2 separate regions of the Mus musculus genome follow, and region 1 is linked to region 2. Evidence: chromatin contacts called from public HiChIP or PLAC-seq data. All regions are on one chromosome and are shown on one strand. Each heading gives the region's core, a stretch centred on a gene start, on an enhancer-like site or on the middle of the called end of the contact. The rest is flanking DNA. Distances are from core to core; before and after follow the strand shown. Region 1 has its middle 2.9 kb from the start of Gm40434. Region 2 has its middle 18 kb from the start of Arf6.

Evidence for each region. HiChIP or PLAC-seq counts read pairs in DNA pulled down with a chosen protein or histone mark.
Region 1: a contact with region 2 is called in an H3K27ac HiChIP or PLAC-seq map of embryonic fibroblasts, with 37 read pairs. The contact joins two enhancer-like sites. A contact is called at or near these places in 1 of 39 promoter capture datasets (stem cell-derived epiblast-like cells), 1 of 15 datasets of contacts at CTCF or cohesin (CD8 T cells), 34 of 484 Hi-C or Micro-C datasets (8-cell embryo, the AML12 cell line, B cells and 27 more), 13 of 115 datasets of contacts at active chromatin or transcription factors (CD8 T cells, the HPC-7 cell line, T-cell acute lymphoblastic leukemia and 10 more) and 1 of 9 other capture datasets (embryonic stem cells).

Annotation. Positions count from the first base shown.
Region 1 is chr12:69,457,484-69,460,209 of GRCm38.p6, forward strand. No RefSeq gene overlaps it. Among named protein-coding and RNA genes, the nearest start is that of Gm40434, 2.9 kb to the right of the region's middle. Within about 2 kb of position 1,313, at least 198 of the 459 cell types and tissues checked have an H3K27ac peak or open chromatin away from gene starts, as enhancers often do. A contact at or near this core is called in the G1E-ER4 cell line, the HPC-7 cell line, embryonic fibroblasts and 1 more, where this site is marked.
Region 2 is chr12:69,388,875-69,391,574 of GRCm38.p6, forward strand. No RefSeq gene overlaps it. Among named protein-coding and RNA genes, the nearest start is that of Arf6, 18 kb to the left of the region's middle. Within about 2 kb of position 1,402, at least 40 of the 459 cell types and tissues checked have an H3K27ac peak or open chromatin away from gene starts, as enhancers often do. A contact at or near this core is called in the G1E-ER4 cell line, the HPC-7 cell line, embryonic fibroblasts and 1 more, where this site is marked.

The sequences.
Region 1 (2,726 bases), core at 63-2,562, 69 kb after region 2:
TCCATGCAGTGATGCTCAGACACCCTGGATCAAATGTACAAGGTACCCGTATTGCCCACGGTCAAAGTCAGCCACTTTAAAGGAAAACCATACTATTCACTCTCCACAAGGACCATTCAGTAATTCTTGCAAGATTCCCTGTCCCAGAAATCCCAGGTTTCTACATGTTAACTCAGCCCTAGAGCAGATAATATCGTCATGACGGGAAGACTGGTGGGTCAAGCAAGGCCTTGTCCAAGACCTCTGTTACTAGGTAGATCACTGTATATCTTTGCCTCACAGAGGCAAGTGTCGTCTGCATTTCAAGGCTGTTGGTGGGAGGAGCAGGACCCAAAGTCTTACCCTCACATTCTGTGAGGAATGGCCCCACCACCCACAGAACCTGTTGTGCTTCCCCACTGGTCCAGGGCACTTTCCCTTCATCTCTCAGACCACCCCAGTCTCCTTTTCCTAGGGTCCCTCAATGCTTTGTGGTTTCTGAAGTAGACCATGAGGTATCCTACTCCTTTCCCCCGGTCTCAGTGATGCTCAAAAACGGAGCCTGAGGTTACAATTCAGAATTATCTGGGGGGAGCTTCTACAGTGCTGGTCATCCAGGAACTGGGATCCCTGCTCCAGACCCAGGCTGTACACTCCCAGGGGAGAGAAAGCTCAGTGGTGAGTCTCCCAGTAGCAAGGATGAGCACCTGGTGACAGATGGGGGATCTCCTAGGAGGGAAATGATAGTAAGAGCAGAAGAGCACGTGAAGAGACAGCTGTGGGTAACAGGAGAGGGTAAAGCGTGGGAGCTTTTGCAGGCGAGACAGGAAGCCTCGGGCTGATCTGGAACACCCCATCTGGGGTCTTTTGAGGGTTGCTGCAAGCCCTCCAACACTGCGTTTTCTATTCTCTTTCTCCCTCAGAAACATATTTCAGTTATTTAGAAAAGGATTTTTTTTGAAACTTGAACTCCAAATGCCAGAATGAGCAACTGGGTATAAAGTAGGTCACGAGGAAGTGGCAAGCATCGCACAGACGATTGTACGTGCTGAGTCAGACTCCTCTGCACCATGTTATGAAATACACAGGAAGGGAAAGTAAACAGACGATAGGGATGGAAGGAATCCTGCAATAATATTTCCATCCCACAAATTCTGGCTTAACACACACGTAGGGAGCTGGAGGATGCTCGGGTGTTACTCCCAAGAGCTGAAGAACTGGAATAAAGCAGATGATAAATGTCCCAGAAGAGGCAGGCAGCAGTGAGGATCACTGGGAGCCCTTCCCCTAGAGCATCCTCTGACTGAGTCTTAGCTGCTCTGCTCCACCAAGCAGGCAGGAACGGAAGGCGGCAAAGCAAGGAGAGCCTAAAATAAACTCACAAAGAGTTTAAAGGTCTGCCTCATCAGTTCCTCTCATGCAAACAAAGCCTACCTCTTCAGGTTTTATTAACTCTGTGTGTGTGTGTGTGTGTGTGTGTGTGTGTGTGTGTGTGTGTGTACGTACATGTGTGTGCGTGTGTGCGCGTGCATGAGCGTGCAGGCGCATGTGCATATTTCTGTGGGTTGTGTGTTTGAGAATGCCAGAGGTCAATCTTTGTTCTGAGGAACAATATCACTGAACCATTATTTTGTTGCTGTTCTTACACAGGATCTGAGGCTCTGGCTGGCCTAGAACTTGGTATGTAGGCCAAACTGGCTTCAAACCCACACAGATATCTGCTTGCCTCCTGAGAGCTGGGAATAAAGTTGTGTACCACCATGCCTGGCAATTTTAATCATTCTTAAGTGTGCAAATCATTGGCATTAAACACATCTTTGGTGTTGTGTGACTATTAAGATTTCTTGAACATAAAAAAAAATCTACGCAGAAACTGTACCAACAAGCAATAATTTATTTTTTCTCACCCCTAATCCCTTGGGAACATTGTTTTATACCCCTCTGAACTTGATCACTCTGGGCGTGTGTGTGTGTATGTGTGTGTCTGTGTGTGTACGCACATACCACACACACTGGAGTGACAGCTCAGGGCTTACAAGTGCTTGCTGCGTAGGCCTGAGGACAGAGTACAGGTCCCAGCACTTACATGAGAGCTGGGTTGTGCAGTCACGACTCCGGTATAAGGAGGACTGAGGCAAAAGGATCACTGGAACTTGTGGGTTACCAGGTAGAAAAAAATGGGAGCCCAAGTTCAATGACAATAACCTGCCTCACGGGAATGGGGTAGAGAGTGATAAAGCAGGACACCTAATGCTCATACATGTGTGCCATACACACATACACCACACACACATATATGATATACACATATACAACACACACAATACACACAAACACACACATACACCACACACACATATATGATATACACATATACAACATACACAGTACACACAAACACACACATATACCACACACATATATGATATACACATATACAACACACACAATACACACAAACACACACATATATGATATACACATATACAACATACACAATACACACAAACACACACATACACCACACACATATCATATACACATATACAACATACACAATACACACAAACACACACATATACAACATACACAACACACAGAAACACACACATACATCACACACAAACACCACATACATATACAACATACACAACACACAGAAACAAACACATACACCGCACACAAACACATACATACACCACAATACATGCATCACACACATGTACAACATTCACAACACATACAAA
Region 2 (2,700 bases), core at 152-2,651:
TTATTTATTTATTATATATAAGTGTACTGTTGCTGTCTTCAGACACACCAGAAGAGGGCATCAGATCTCATTACAGATGGTTGTGAGCCACCATGTGGTTGCTGGGGATTGAACTCAGGACCTCTGGAAGAGCAGTCAATGCTCTTAACCGCTGAGCCAGCTCTCTAGCCCCGGAACTATATTTTCTTAAGTGTTTTGTTTGTTTGTTTTGAGACAGGGTCTATCTACTAGCCTCACTGTGTAGCCCTGGCTAGCCTGGAGCTCACCATGTAGACCAGGCTGGCTTTGAACTCAGAGGAACCCACCTGCCTTTGCCTCCCGAGGGCTGGGATAAAAGCCATTCATTATCAAACCCATTATGTTTTTCTTTATTATTGCTTGGACTTCTCTAAGTACCTGAAATTACCAGCAGTTCTTGATTGGGGGCTCAGTTCTGGACCATAGCAGCATCTAACTCCAAAAGACTTTGGGCAACAGTTGAAAGGGTTGTTACTGTATTGACTTTGAAAAAAAAGAAAACTCTGAAATTGAAATGTAACGGTGTCCTGTTATCTTAGGACTTACTACAGGAAATAAAGTCAGCCAACCATGTAAAGTATCTAGACCAAGGCTGGTGCCTGTAAGTACTCAATAAATGTTAATCTTTGTTCTGGAACTCTCTCATTTGACAAATGAGGGGAAACTCGGGTTAAAGAATTTGCATGATCATTCCACACATAAAAACTAGTTATTCTAGACTGGAAAACGCTGCAGCCAGTTTAGGGATAAGTTTGGCACTTCTTTGGAATGCTATCACAGAGTTCCCATATGATCTGGTAATTAAGTCCGCCCACTGGCTGGCATGGGACTTAGCAGCAGTGGAGCTATTGGGAGGTGGGAATCGCTAGCATTCAGTGGATGCTTATTTAGGATGAGATGGTTATCTGCCCAAATCAGGACAGAAGGTAGCACTGTGTGCTCCGCTCTGATAAGTTGCTCTTCTGTTTTTAGAGGGAAAGTACTCGGTAAATTTATTAAAGCTGTAGAACTGCCCATTTTCTAGTTTTAGCAAAGGAGAATAAAATGCCTATAACAATGTAAACATATTGCAGTTTAGGAACTGACATCTTTTGGAAGTTTTTTTTTGGGGGGGAGGGGTTTTACGTTTTTCTGTGTTGTTTTGTTTTGTTTTTAATTTTATTGTTTTGTTTTTGTTTTGCTAAGTATCCGGCTTGCCTGCTACTATGTAGCCTAGGCTGGCCTTGGATTCTTGGCAATTTTCCTGGATTAGTCAGCTTCCCACACGCTGAGACTACAGGTGGGTGGTGCCACAACCACCTAGAAACTTTGTTTAATAGCAGCTGTGTAACTGTGGGCTGTGTAACTGTGGGCTGGTCTCCATAGAACAGGTAGCAGAGGATAGCTGCTAGGAGGAGCCCAGCCCTTTTAGGTGGAGGACAGTGTTAAGGAGCATTGGAAAGTGAGGGTGGGGCTTAGGCTGGTTGTAATACCTGGGCAGTGCAGAAGGGCTTGGGATAGGGAAATGAGATGTGAAGGAGCGTGTGAGAACTCTAGCTGGCGATCTGGGTTATAAGTAAATGCACAGGGAGGCGAGAAGACCATGAGCAGCTGTGACTGTGCACCTGTGAAATGCCACTCAATGTGGCATAGCTAATTCCAACAGCAACCAGCTTGACCTACAATAGAATAAATTCGTTCACAGTTGAGATGGCAGTCTGATGTCCAGTGGAACATTCTGGTATGTGTAGATGATGCTAGAAGACAGTGTGTCTGGGGGTTGAATTTTGGAGGAAAATGTGAATTTCTAGGCAATATTACACCTTTCATTTTACCTTCCCCGGGCAATCTTATTTCCTTACAACACTAAAGCTGTCTTTGGTGATGGTGTAGGTCGCCATATTTATTTCTAAGCTCTATACTTTATATTCTGGTACTCAACAGCCATCCACTTTTTGGATATCTCAGTGGACTTTTTTTTTTTTCTTGAGAAGGAAGTCTGGCTTGTAGCCTAGAAAGGCCTTGAATTTTCAGTTCTTGTGCCTTGGCTTGGGGTTCCAGGTTCTACTCAGTGGATGCGTCTAAGCAGTGTATCTAAGAGATAGTTCTTATCCTTTTCTTTGCCTTATTCTACTCAGTCCTGGGGGCAGGGGGGAGACAAGGTTTTTCTTTATAGCCCTAGAACTTGCAGCAATCCTACTGCCTCAGCCTTCTTATACCAACACACCCCATTTTATTTCATAGCTTCATCTTGTTTAGTGACAGCGACATCCAAGCTGATAGGGTAGATCCTGTGATTTGCCCACAGTCTCTTCTTGACTCCTAAATCCTTGTGTTCATCAATCTGATAGAGTTTGGTACATTCAGCGCCACTCTGTTGTTTAGGCTTCTACCACTGCTCATCTGAGTTTTTTTGGTTTCTGTAATTATTTTACTTATTACTGAAACAAGAAAAAAAATTCAGCATTGGGTTCTTCATGTTGGCTTCATAAGACTGAAGAGTTGATCATTAACATAGCTACTACACTCTACAGCCAAAGTTAATGTGGGGCAATGGGCTATGCACAGACAGTCTGGTCTCCAGTGAAGCTGAGGTGTGGAACCTGGGTAAGACCTGGTGGTGATAATTCACCTACATGGGTGGAAGGCGTTCCCTCGTGTTTCCTGGACACCTGGCTCCTGTCGAAGTTACTGCTCCCACAG